2 separate regions of the Cricetulus griseus genome follow, and region 1 is linked to region 2. Evidence: chromatin contacts called from public Hi-C data. All regions are on one chromosome and are shown on one strand. Each heading gives the region's core, a stretch centred on a gene start, on an enhancer-like site or on the middle of the called end of the contact. The rest is flanking DNA. Distances are from core to core; before and after follow the strand shown.

Evidence for each region. Hi-C and Micro-C count contacts between places; a contact is called where the count stands out from the background.
Region 1: a contact with region 2 is called in a Hi-C map of fibroblasts, with 5 times the contacts expected there. The contact joins the enhancer-like site here to the promoter of Fbxo11 in region 2. A contact is called at or near these places in 2 of 8 Hi-C or Micro-C datasets (the CHK-Q cell line and fibroblasts).

The regions. Positions count from the first base shown.
Region 1 is chr5:89,844,143-89,850,649 of CriGri-PICRH-1.0, reverse strand. LOC118238902 (a long non-coding RNA gene) reads right to left here and starts at 4,751. Exons shown (of 2, transcript XR_004770312.1): 1 at 1,161-4,751. Within about 2 kb of position 1,474, at least 5 of the 6 cell types and tissues checked have open chromatin away from gene starts, as enhancers often do. A contact at or near this core is called in fibroblasts, where this site is marked.
Region 2 is chr5:89,667,658-89,674,167 of CriGri-PICRH-1.0, reverse strand. It overlaps Fbxo11 (F-box only protein 11), which reads left to right and starts at 2,167. Exons shown (of 23, transcript XM_027417998.2): 1 at 2,167-2,430. LOC103162076 (a long non-coding RNA gene) reads right to left here and starts at 1,161. Exons shown (of 2, transcript XR_003485818.2): 1 at 741-1,161.

The DNA.
Region 1 (6,507 bases), core at 225-2,724, 180 kb before region 2:
TGGAGTGGGGTGGAGGATGGGCAGGCATTTGTGTCCCAGGTCTGCTAGTCCATGCCTATAAACCGCATGACACATGTGAAAAATGCTTTCTATTCTAGAGAGCAGCACCCATTGCAAACTAAGTTTCTTTCTGCTTCGTTCATTTTGTACAACACGGGTTATTTATTGGAAGGGTGTGGGGAGGCATGGACACTAGAGAGAGAGAACTGTTACCATAGCAGGATCGGGGTCCATAGGGAAGAACCCTGGTGTCTGAGCTCAGGCTGCAGAGAAGTGGACAGCTGCCCTGCTTCCGTTCTGTCACACAACGACAAAGGCTGGGAGTGCTAGAGAAATCTGGTCGGAAACAACCACCCCCCTGCGGGAAACCGACAGGGATTGTCAATGGAGAAGAGAGCGCTGCTCTCCCTCCGCTGCCTGGAGTCTCCCTCTAGCGCCCTGATTGGCAGAGCTTTTCAGGGCTCTGCAGCAGAGGCCCAGCTGCAGGAGGCGGACGGTGGTGAGCAGTGAGAGTCAATAATAGTTAGCTCCACCAACACTCGCGCGCTCACACACTCATATGGTCTGTCTTGTTCCCTGGGTTGCCTCCGAGCTTAGAAAGATTCCTGGTATAAAACGCAGGCAATAAACATTTGTTGTTGGAGGTGGGGAAAGGGCAAGCAAACTACGCTAGCTGATCTCCAGTCTGCATTGACAGGCAAGAAGAGTTCAAAATAACCTTGACTGTCCTGCCAGTATCTAAGCTCGTTTCCAGCTCTATTTATACTTCTCCCAGTTGCCTGACGGCGGCGCGGTCAGAGATAGCATAGACTAGGGCTCTGGAGCAATGCCGGTCCAGATGAAAAGCCCTGCTCCACTACTAGCTGAGGGGCTTGGACACTTAGTATCTGAGGCTTGTTCTCCTCCTCTATAAAATGCAGGTATTGCTGCTGTGGGGTTTAAATAAGGCAATCGTATCTGGCACGTGTTTGTCACAAGCTACACGCCACTCTTCCCTCCCCCCCCCATAACCCAGGGCGATGGGCAGTTGAGGTGTGTGTGTGTGTGTGTGTGTGTGTGTGTGTGTGTGTGTGTGTGTGTGTGTGTGTGTGTGTGCGCGCGCGCGCGCGCGCGCGTGCGCGCGAGGTTCTAGTTTCCCTCCCCAGCTCCCAAGCTCTAACCGAGGTCCAAGCCCGAGGGACATGGAGAGACGTGGATTCGCTGGTGGCGGCCAGGCAGGCCAATGGCTGGAGCACCGCGGCCAGGCGGGCCACGGCCCAGGCTCTACAGATCAGGACAGTCCTTGGACTGGAGTTTCCTAACCGCCCTATTGCGAGTTTCCTAACAGCGGAGTTTCAAAGCCAGCTCCCTCCCTCCTGAAACAAACGAGGGTGTGGCGGTTCCTCGCATTCACAACCAAACAAAACAAGGAGAGCACCCACCCCCTAGCCTCGCCCAGCTCCGGACATTTTCCCAGGAGCCGGGTGCAGCCGAGCTGCGGACACACCCTACGGCTGCTGCGCGCCCCAGAGCCAGGGTTCAGCCCCCTCCAAGGTCCGGCCTCCGGGTGAGCTCGCCGGATCGTCCTGCCCGGCGGTGTCTGACTCGCCGCGGTTGCAGTAGGATCCTGGGCCGAGGCGTGTGGCTGAGCTCAAAATCGTCCTCTCACGGGCCGGAATCCTGAGAATGCGGGGAAGCATCTGGCTGGCCTCCGGGCGGCAGGGAGGGGGTCAAACCTGGACTTTTTCGGGTGATTTTTTTTTTTTTCACAAAACCCTCCCCACACCAAAGATTGCAGCCTGGGAAGCGGAAGCCCGGGGAATGAGAAAGGAGCTTCTCGTTCCTTCTCCAAGCCGCTTTCATCACGTCCACTCTCGAGGTACTGCTGGTGAAGAAGACAAACGCCTCTTCTCGGTTCCGAAGATCCTGTCTTTGTGTCTGTGGAAGTTCCTTTCTCGGTCGCCAACCATCAGTGCCATCCCCAGCGGGTCTTTCCAGCTGGATTGTCGCCACCTCGTGGCAGGATCAGGTGGCCACATTGGCCGTTGCCCCTCGAGCCCTTTGCTATCATGGGTCCCAAGTCTACTTTTCTTTGTTTCTCCAACCAGCTATGAGCTGGAATTTTATAATCCTGCTCTCTGGGTTTAGGAGGTGAGGTGGGATACCTCTGCCCCACCCACCCCAGTTACACCGCTCGCCTTCTTAAAGAGAAACAAGTGTTATTCCGGGAGCCAGGAGTGACCGGATTGGCAAGCCCGTGGGGGCTCCGTGTGAGGCGTCAATCCCCCACCAATTTCCCAAGAGACAAACTAATGATTAAGACGACCGACGCACTCTGTCTTGTTCCTACTGGTTAGTGATGCTATTATACTTGATGAGTATTATTAAAGGACCCCTGTCATTAAAGACTCCCTGTTATTATTGTTATTATTATTATTTAGCATTTATAATGTATTCCTTATTTTCAAAGCACGCAGACTATTATCTCCCAGGACTTTCCAAACACAACAGAGTGGCAAGGCAGGTGACAACTTCATTTCACAAAATAGGGAAACTGAGGCACTGTAATTAGTGCAGAGTTCTTGGATTAATGAGTCAGCAGTAGTCATTTCTCGCCTGCTGATTATTGCCTTACTCTGTAGGGTCATGGATTCCAGTAAATCATAATCCTGACTTGGGAAACTAGTTTCTCACATCCACTTTTATGACCCACTTGTAATCACATTAGAACCCTCAGTCAGGGAAGTTTTCAAACGGATGAGTCATTACTTCAAGCTCATTACTGAGCACCTGGGCCGTGTTAATTGTATTTTATTTTACAAGTCAAATTGTTATTATTGTTACTTAGTGTTTGTAATGGATTCTGTTTAAATGTGTCTAAGAAATTCTGGCTTTAAAAAAAAGTAGGAGGTCCTAATATCAGTAACATCTTGACCTGGCTTTCAAGATAAATATTCCAATTGTTTATTACCAGAAGCATGGGGGATGATTAACTATATTATTTTCAAGCTAGTCCCTATCAGCCACAGAGACAAGACAGCTACCTTCTGCTCAAGCCTTTTTCTGTTTTTCAAGGTCTTTGGTCTTAGCTGAGAGAGTCTCTCAGCACTCCACATGTTTAGTCTCTGTATCCGTTTGATAATCGGGTTTTCATTCCAATAGTAGCAATGAAATATTGTCATTTGCTATCTTCATAGAAAACAGTTGTGTAGCCAGGCAGTGGTGATGCACCCCTTTAATCCCAGCACTCGGGAGGCAGAGGCAGGGGGATCTCTATGAGTTCGAGGTGAGCCTGGTCTACTGAGTGAATTCCAGGACAGCCTCCAAAGCTTCAGAGAAACCCTGTCTCAAAAAACAAAACCACAACAACAAAAAAGAAAACAGCTGTGTCATGCATGCCACCTCCCTCCTTCTGAAACACACACACACACACACACACACACACACACACACACACACACAAGAATCCAGTCATTCTGGAAGTCTCCTGTGCAAAGCTTTGGGCTTAAATTCAGGGCTGGGCTAGGTTTGGAGAGCTGAAAAGTTTGTCTGTCCATCCAGCTGCTGCTTCGATGATCCTGATCCCCAGCCATACTGTGGTCCTCTCACACAACCCCTTGAGTTTTTCTTTCACCTACTTCCCACCCCAAAGAGCAAATTTCTAAAAGCTCAATTTCAAAGAAGTTGTTCATTGGTTTAGAGGACTCAAGTCAACCTTCCCAATCTTCCTTTATGCCATTCATTCACTCATAAGAAAGGCATGAGTTGTGTATTCATATGTTATATCTTTATGCCATTCCTTCATTCATAAGAAATCTGTGTGTTCTGTATTCTTATGTTGTATCTTTAGGCCATTCATTCATTCATAAGAAATCTTGTGTTGTGTATTCATACATTGTATCTTGATAGCCACTTGCAATGAGTAAGCTGTCATATGCTGGTTCCTACACAGCGCAGCAAAGCTCTGCAGTAAATTCTCACTATTCTTACTCTGCCACAAGGAGACTGAAGCTCCCATAAGATGTCTATTATGGTGGAGTAGAGGGGAATCTGGAAAGGTGTGTAAGGCTACAGTACCCCAGTGCTCAGAAATTCCTAAGCACCACCACCCTCCTGCACCCCTCATAAGACCCGAGGGTATGGCAGGTAAATATGAGCTGAGGGGTTCGTTGTAATGCAGAGAACAGAGCACCGTGTGAGTGGGGAAAGGTCCTGTGTGCATGCCCAACGTGGACTATAGCTGTAGACTCCACGATGTGAAGTCTCCTGCAGGATGCTCTGCTTGGTGAACACATTTGAGCTTCACCTGTCTTAGAGCAGGCAGGCCAAGTGGGAAACAGTGACAGCTCAGGATTCCCTAAGCCGCTCTTTCAGACTCCTTCAACTTCTAGCCAATGAGGGAGTAAGTTCAGAGAGAGGCAGCCTTTATCAAACACAAGGAGACACCTCCCCCCATCCGAAGCAGAGGTCATATTAGTCAGTTACAGAAACGGGATGCATAGTAGCAAGCAGACTTTCACGACACGGATGATAAAATAAAGGGCAAGAGAAGTTCCACTTGACCACGAGACGATGTGGGTAGAGGAATGATAGGCAATAGGAATAGGTGCTTTGATTGACAGCTGAACCCTATCACCTTTTAGCTGGATGGCCATCTGGCCTTTATGATGATTGTCACCTGTAAGCTGCTTTGCTTTTAGGATCTACCACATAAGGTTGATGCAAAGGTTATTAATAAGTGTGCTCACAGTAGTTGACTGGTCCACTGGAGATCCAATTCAATTCAAATATTAACACTGTAATGGGAAGAAGTCTTTTTTTTTTTTTTTGAGACATGATCTTGATTGATAGTCTAGGCTGGTCTTAAATTTGAGATCCTTAGGCTTCAGAGTTGTCCCCCCCCCCCACTGCGGTGTTAACAGCTGTGTGTTACCATGTCCAGATCGTAAAAGAAACCTCTGGCACTGGGAGGCAGAGGCAGGCGGATCTCTGTGACTGGTCTACATAGAGAGTTCCAGGACAGCCAAGGCTAAATAGAGAGACCCTGTCTCAAAAACAAACAAAAAACAAAGCAAAACAAAAAACCCCCACACAAACAAACAGAATGCCCTTTCCAAACCCCTACCCTGGCTGGATTATCCTGGGTTTCTCTGGCTTACCGAACATTCTTATCTGTGGAGCAGTCACTAACACCATCATGCAGAGCCATTGTGAGAAGAAAGAAAAACTGCTCTAATTTGGACCGCTTAGCAGAGACTCAGTAAGTTCTCCTTTCCTCCAGTTATACATTTAGCATCAGTAAACATCCTTTTGGTATATGCTGAGTGGTTTAAAAAAAAGAACCACACAAATGAAAATGTGTATCATCCATAAATATACCTTCTAACTAATTGGTACAAGTTTTTAAAAGATTTGTTTTATATGTATATGTTTGCTATCTGACTATATGCCTAGCACATAAGTGTAAGAGTCCTAAGAGGCCAGAAGGTTTGGATACTCTGGAACGAGTTACCGGTTGTTGTGGGCTACCATCTGGGTCCTGGGAACCCAACTTGGGCCTCTCCAAGAGCAATATCTTCGTTTGTTCTCTGTTGCCGGGATAAACACGATGATCAAAAGCAACTTGCTGAAGAAAGGGTTTATTGGGCCAACACTTAACACTGCACAGACATCACTGAGAGAAGTCAGGGCAGGAACTCAAGGCAGGAGTTTGGAAGCAGGAACTAAAGCAGAGACCTTGGAGAAATGCTGCTTACTGGCTTGCTCCCCATGGCTTGCTTTGGCTGCTCTCATACAACCCAGGACCAACTGCCCAGAGGTGGTGGTGCCTCCCGCGTGGGCTGGGCCACCCAACACCAATCATTAGTCAAGAAAATGCTGCACCGACGTGCCCACGAGCCAGTCTGATGGAGGCAATTTTTCAGTTGAGGTTTCCCAATGACCCTAGTTTGTGCAAGGTGACAAAACAAACAAACAAACAACTAACCAACAGAGACAGTAAGGACTCTTGATTGCTGAGCCATTCCCAGTTCTAAATTAATTTCTTAATAGTTGAAAAGAAAACTCTGTGGCTTATTGGGGTATCCCAAACAAACTGGTAATGGCACTGGGCTGTTGTTCAAGAAGACGCCGAGTCCCATTAATAGCAAGTGCTATGCAATAGAAAGTCAAGTTCCATGCAAGGCAGAATCCTTGTGCGCACGCGTGAAGGGGGGGTGGGGATTCAGAAATGGCTCTCCAAGGGTTCACCGTACTCAGTTACACCTTTCCTTTTCCTCCGAAGCCAAAAGACAGAGAGGGGTCCTCATGGCCTGAGGTGGAGGGAGGGGTACAAGTTGAGCACCTGGACCTCCGGGTGGGTGGGGTGGTGGTGAACAGTAAGCCAGATCTCCTGGTCTGCATCCTTGCTCCTTACTGCGCGGTTAGCAAGTTTGGAAAGCAACATGCAGGCGCTTGTTAGAAATGTAAGCTCTCAGCTCCCCTCCCCATCTCGGGAACCCCATCTCACCCCAACCCCATTCCGTCCTC
Region 2 (6,510 bases), core at 918-3,417:
AAAAAATTGCATATCATCTGATAGTTTTATTTAAATAGCAGGAGAGATGTCTGATATCAAGAAAGGTGATTTGCTTAGAGTCACTTAAGAAATCTGGGGCTCACACAACACAATACTAGCTTATCTGTCTCCTTGTGTTTCTCTCAGAATTCACTCTTCTCCCTCTCTGTCTTGGTTTTATTAAGCTTTGTAATGTCTTACCTATCTTAAGCCTAGAAAGCAATCAATGAAATTCAAGTAGGAAATCACTAAAAGCCCTGAAAACAAGGGAATCCAGAGGTAAACTACTAGCTATGCCATAATGAATAAATAGTGAGAAGAGTACATTTGCAGCCATCACAACGGCATCCAGGGAATAGAAACGATTTCCTTGGGGAGAGATTATGCTAAGGGGACCAGATACAGATACAAAAGACAATTCCTCTTGGGAGTTTCTCATTTTTTAAGTGTGTGGGACCTAAAGAAAAAAACAATGAAATAGAGCATCACGATCACAACCTCCAGACAATTTCTCTCCCGGAACATTATGTACACCACTTTCCCAAAAACCCAAAGGAAACTAAAAACTGGCCAAGCTCTTTAAACACTCTGGTTTGGGTGACAGGAACTGGAGGCGACTCCAAACTTTCAAGCTTAAAAGCTCGGTCACAGTCGACCTCCTAAGGTTTTGCAAATACCCCCAGCTGGGCTGAAGGGCACAGAGCCTGCAGCGCTCCCTACAGCTCAGAGTTAGAACCTACCGAGCACAGAAATCCCGAGTTACCAAAGATTGACTCCCTCACTCCACTTGAAGAAAACCAGGTGAAGGTTGGGGTGGAGGGAGGCCGGAACGGCAGAAGGCAGGATTAATCACTTCTCCCAATTACATCAGCAGCCCCCGCCCATTCCTCCGTGAGCCTCCTTTCCTAGAACCGTCGTCGCTGCGTAGGGCGCTCCTTCGCCTACCCCCGGCTCCATTATATGCCCTGATACCTCCCCATTACCACCCGCCCTGCCACACTCCCCCTTTCCTCTTCCCTCTCCCTCCTCCTTCTCCTTCTCCGCGGCGGGGGGGGGGAGGGGGAGGAGGAAACCCGAGAGAGGAAACAGGGCGTTGGAGGAAGGGTCTTCGCGATAAGAGAGGAGGCGCCATTGGCCCGCAGACTGTACGCGCGCTTCCCATTGGCCACGTCCGGCCGGAATCCCCGCCCCCTCTGTCCCCGCCCCCCGCCCCTCCCCCGCCGCCCCGGCCTCCCCCGCGCCCCCGGCCAGCCCCACGGCGGGGGGACCGATGAGGCTGGAGTGGAGGCTCCGGCGGTGTCAATGGCTCCTCCTGCCACGGAGCAGCAGCGGCGGCGGCGGCGGCGCAGGGGCTGAGGAGGAAAGGCTCCTTTAAGGAGGAGGAACGACGACGCCTCTTTCTGCCCCTATCTCCTCCTCCCTTTACACTCATTTCCCCTTCGCTGAGGAGGGGAGGGAAGGGGGGGCGGAGGAGACACAGAGAGAGAGGGAGAGAGAGAGAGAGAGAGAGAGAGAGAGAGAGAGGGAGAGGAGAGAGAGAGAGGGGGGAGAGAGAGAGAGAGAGGAGGCCGAAGAAAGAGAAAAATTCCTCCTCGCAGGGCGCTCTTTCAGGGGGTGTGGGGGGAGGAAGAGGAACGGAGGAGCCGGGCGCCCCCCGCGCGCTCCCGCCCCGCTCGCTCGCCCTCTCCGAGACCGCCCGCCGCCGCCCGCTCGCTCGCTGCCCGCCCACTCCCCCCGCCGCCGGAGACGCCGCTCGGGAGTCGGCGGGCCCGGCTCGTCTGCTCGGCCGCAGACGCCGCCGCCACCGCCGCCGCCGCGCGCTTCGCCTCGGGCTCCCCAGGCGGACGGACGCCCTTTCTTTCTTTCTCTCGCCCGGCCCGTCTTTCTGTCTGCGTCCCTCGCGGCCGCCCCGCCCGGCGGCCTCGGCCTTGCCCGTGCGCCAGGCCTGGCCGGCCGGCCTCGCTCCAGCTCCGGCTGCGCCCCCGGCCTCCCCGCGGACCCGGGGGCTCACGCCCGTCCCGGAGCCCCCGTTCCCTCGTCCCCGGCCGTCCCCCTCGCTCTTTGGCGCTCCCCACCCCCCGTCTTCCCGGCCCCCGGAGCTCGCGGTGCGTGTGCGCGTGAGTGTGTGTGTGTCCCTCCGCCAACGCCGCCACCTCAGCCCGGCAAATGAACTCCGTCCGAGCCGCCAACCGGAGACCCAGGCGAGTGTCGCGGCCGCGCCCGGTGCAGCAACAGCAGCAGCAGCCCCCGCAGCAGCCGCCGCCGCAGCCGCCCCAGCAGCAGCAGCAGCAGCAGCCGCCGCAGCCGCCCGCAGCAAGCAGCCGCCGCCGCAGCAGCAACAGCCCCCGCCGCCACCGCAGCAGCAGCCCCCGCCACCGCCACCGCCGCCTCCGCCGCCGCCTCAGGAGCGGAACAACGCCGGCGAGAGGGGTAAGGCCGCGCTCGGGGCCGGCGGCGGGCGGGGGGCGGCGGGGGCGGCGGCGGCGGCGGCGCGCGCCCGGGGGGAGACGGAGGCCGAGCGGAGGCGGGTCCCACCGTGCCGCAGTGTTCGCCCGGACCCGGCCCGGCCTGGCCAGCAGGAAAAGCCGCGGCTGCGCGATTCGCCCGGGCTGCGGCTCAGGCCGCGCTTTGTTTGGTTTCGGGGCCGGCACCCTCCGTCCCCACCCCTCCTCGGGGCTTCCCGGCTGGCTCGCCCACCCCGCGGGAGGCTGTTGGCGGCCGGGGGCGGGCAAAGGGTGGGATTTCCCCCTTTTCTGCCTGCCGGCTCGGTCTGGGCTCCCCCTTTCTCGTGGTAGGTGGGGGGACGGCTGGCAGCGTGGGGCGGTGAGGCTGGCTGGGGAACTTGTTTTCCCCTTCGCCGCCGTGGGCTCCCCCTTGTCCTGCAGGAGGGGGAGAGGGGCGCCCGAGTGGTCCGCGGAGCTGGCTAGGGAACTTAGGCTCCCCCCACCCCCACCCCACTCCAGGTCACGGGGCAGGGGGAGCAGCAGCTCCTCTCCCAACCCCAAGATGTTTGCTGTGCAGTTTGCCTTTAGTTACAGAGCCCCTGGGAAGGACCCGTTAAATCAATACCTTTAAATAAATAAATATAGGAGCCATCGGCCATTTCCAGCCCCCTCCCTCGTGTGCAGTGCAGTTACCCTTCCGCTGTGTCGTCCCCCTCACCTCTCCTCCCCACTACGCCGCGGTGCTCCCCTCTATCTCCTGGTGGGTTTGAGCACCCCAGTGGTAGAACGGGCCCTTTGGGATCGTGTGTGTCTGTCTGTATGTGGACTCGCGCGCGCGCGCGTGTGTGTGTTGTGACCAAGGCCTAGTGAAATGTGTCATTTGGACCCAACTGTGCTGCGCTGTCTGGTAACCACCATTGTCTAAGGGCTGAGGCTCCCCGGGGTTGGATTTCTGCTTTAGCAAAAAATGTTGGTTTTTGCCGGGATGATGTGGTCATTTGGGGAGGTTTGTGAGATGAGAGTGTTGCACCTTGATCTCCGAACATAACTAGTCTATTAATGAGCTGCTTGCAGTGGCTGTTAAGTCAGCACGGTATTTTTGTGTATGGTTGTTTGAAGGAGGAGACTTGTTAGGAGACATTTTGCGTGTTTTGGTTGGCGGATTAAGGTTAATTTTTCATGCGTTGCGTTGGTTGTCACACCTCCTTTGATTAAGCAGACTGCGTTTAAATGTATTTTTTTTTTAGGTTGTACATTCTTTCTTTAACTGTTTCATTGTATTTGATCAAAATATTTTTCAGGTGAAGGAAATTGTTAGTTTGAAAAACAGTTTAAAAGGTTTGCATTAGTCACTGTTACAATAGTCTTTGAGAAAGCAGTTTGCTGTATATTGTTTGAGAGAAGGGAATGTTTCCAGGCAGCTCGAGGTCTTTTGCAACATGGTTGGTAGAACTGTTTTAGCAATTCTTTGATGATACGTTTAGCAATTTTTGACAAATTAAAAAAAATGTATCTCATCATTACCTTTCACTCAAACATAACAGAGTTGTGCGGTGTTCCTCAAATAATTATCAGGTCTTCTAGAATTGACACTAGGAAAAACAAGCAAAATTGAAACGTTAAATGTTTAATGTTAAGAATTCTACCGTTGCAGTGAGCCTTTTAAAGATGTCCTGATCTGTTAATAGCAGAGCATTGAAAGTCAGTCCATTCCCATTGTATATTTTTAAATGTTTATTCTGCATTCAGTCTCACCACTGATCTCGTTTCCAATCTAGTTGAGGTAGACCTTGGGCATTTTCTTTCTTTATTCTAAATTATTAGTTACCAAAGTCTAGTCCTACCCTCCTGCGTCTTGGTCATTAATGGTCACATGCCAGAGTGTCAGTTTTCTCTTTATTGTTGTTAAAAAACTGATGGAGATGTTCTTGAATCGTGGTTTCATTATATACTTAACCAAATAGTAATTGAAGTCCACTCTGGGGTTGTTACTATGTTGTAGGAACTGTTCTGGAGGTTAGGTATTGGAATTGGAGGGACAAGGTCTTGCTGGTTAGCCTTTAGGGGGTGTGTGTGAGTCTTTTAACAGGCAAATAGATGGCCTCAGAATGAATAAAACATGAAGATGAATTAAGACTAAGATAATGAACATTTTCCTAGGCTTGTGCAAAAATAAAATCTTTCTTTGAAAGATTAGCATTTTTATTACATTTTTAAATGTACTTAAAAGTTTTAGTGAGCATACAGAATATTTCTAGCTTAAGAATATTCTATTAATACTCATTTAGGAATATGCTGTAATTAATAATTTTATAAGGGGGACAGAAAGATGGTTCAATGGGTAAAGGATCTTGTGGCCAAACCTGATGACCTGAGAGTTCCATACTGAGACCCACATGATGGAAGGAGAGGACCAACTCCCTTAGGTGATTTTCTGACCTTATTTCATCAGCATATACATACATACATTAAATAAATGAATGATAAAAAATTAAATTATGGGGGAATTAAGGAGCTGAAGCTAATGCGTTTGTGGTTGTTTTTTAAATCTTGGTAAATATGAAATTCTTACATTAGTCTTGGTTAGAGTTACACAGTTGTGGTTCAGGTAGTAAATCAACACGTGAATCACAACTTTTGGACAAATTAGTGCAGTCTGTATAAAATTAACTTCATATGAAGATTACTGTGAACTTTTTAGTTGCAATACAGTTACAAAGTCTTTCAGATTGTTTTTTAGTTGCTTTTTATCCACAAGTTAATTAGAATAAAAATTCTTAGCAGTGCTATTAAGTATGTGTCTACAAATACATGTGTTTGGCTGTTATGTATACACAAACACATTTTCTCTTGTATGTAATGACCAGTGTTTGAAGTGCAGTAGAAACTTAGGCGGGATCTTAGCAGGATTCTGTGCCACTTACCTGGAGGATTTCTAATAGGCCATTGAGAAGGAGCCAACATGCTTCTTGGGAAGTTGTCATGAATGTGAAAAGTCTACCATTTAGAACTGTACACTAGCACAGGCTGTTTGTTTTAGTCTGAAAGTTTAAAGTGTGGGATTTCATATACCACTAAAAACTAGAAGAAAGTTTGTGTTCCATGTAGTAGTCACAGGTGGATAATATATTCCATAATTTAATGAAGTTGGAAAACATTTGGGGTTGGGTTTTGTTTGTTTGGTTTGTTCATGTATTTTACTTGTTTACTTATTTGGAGACAGGGTCTCCTTGGTAGCTCTAACGGGCCTAGAACTCACTACATAGACCAGGCTGGCTTCCTATTTACTTGCCACTGACTCCCGAAGTTCTGGGATTAAAGGCATGCAACACCAATGCAGGCTGCATCTTATATTTTTAATTTGAATATTTGTGGGGTACTCTGTTTTAGTACATGTATGTCATGTTTAAACCAGGATAAGCATCAGATACACATCTCTCTCCTTGAATATTTATAATTTGTTTCTGATTAAAGAGTCCTTTCTCCAAGCTTCCTTGAGATAAGTAGTACATTATTGTTTTCTGTAGTCAGCCTACTATAACAGTAGAGCACCAGTGCTCAGTTCTCTTTTTCACTGTAATGTGGTGCTAACACACTTTCCTCATCCTTCCTTCAGTTTTCCTGGTGTCACTGCTAATGCATCAGTGAGGTCAACTTTTGAAGTTCCATATATCCATTTGTCTTTCTGTGCTTAGGCTGTTTCACTTAACATTGTGAAAATGACAGATGTCACCACCTTTTCTCCCTGAAAAATGTGTGTGCACATGTATGCACATGCTTGTTCTTCATCAGTTGATGGTTCTTGAGTTGTTTGCATGTCCTGACTCCTAAGGTAAATGAGGCAGTGTAGGTTTTCATACTGAATTAATTTCCTTTGTTTATGCATGCGTGTTTGTTCTAAAATTCTAAAAGGAGCTAGCTTTTGCAACCTGTCCCACAGAGTTCATCCCCTTTATTCTTAGAACCCATTTTTACCTTTTCTACAAATATAGGGAAAACAGATCTGTAAATGTGCTATAGATATCCTAACTAGTAGGTTTTTTAAATTTTATTTAATAACATTTCT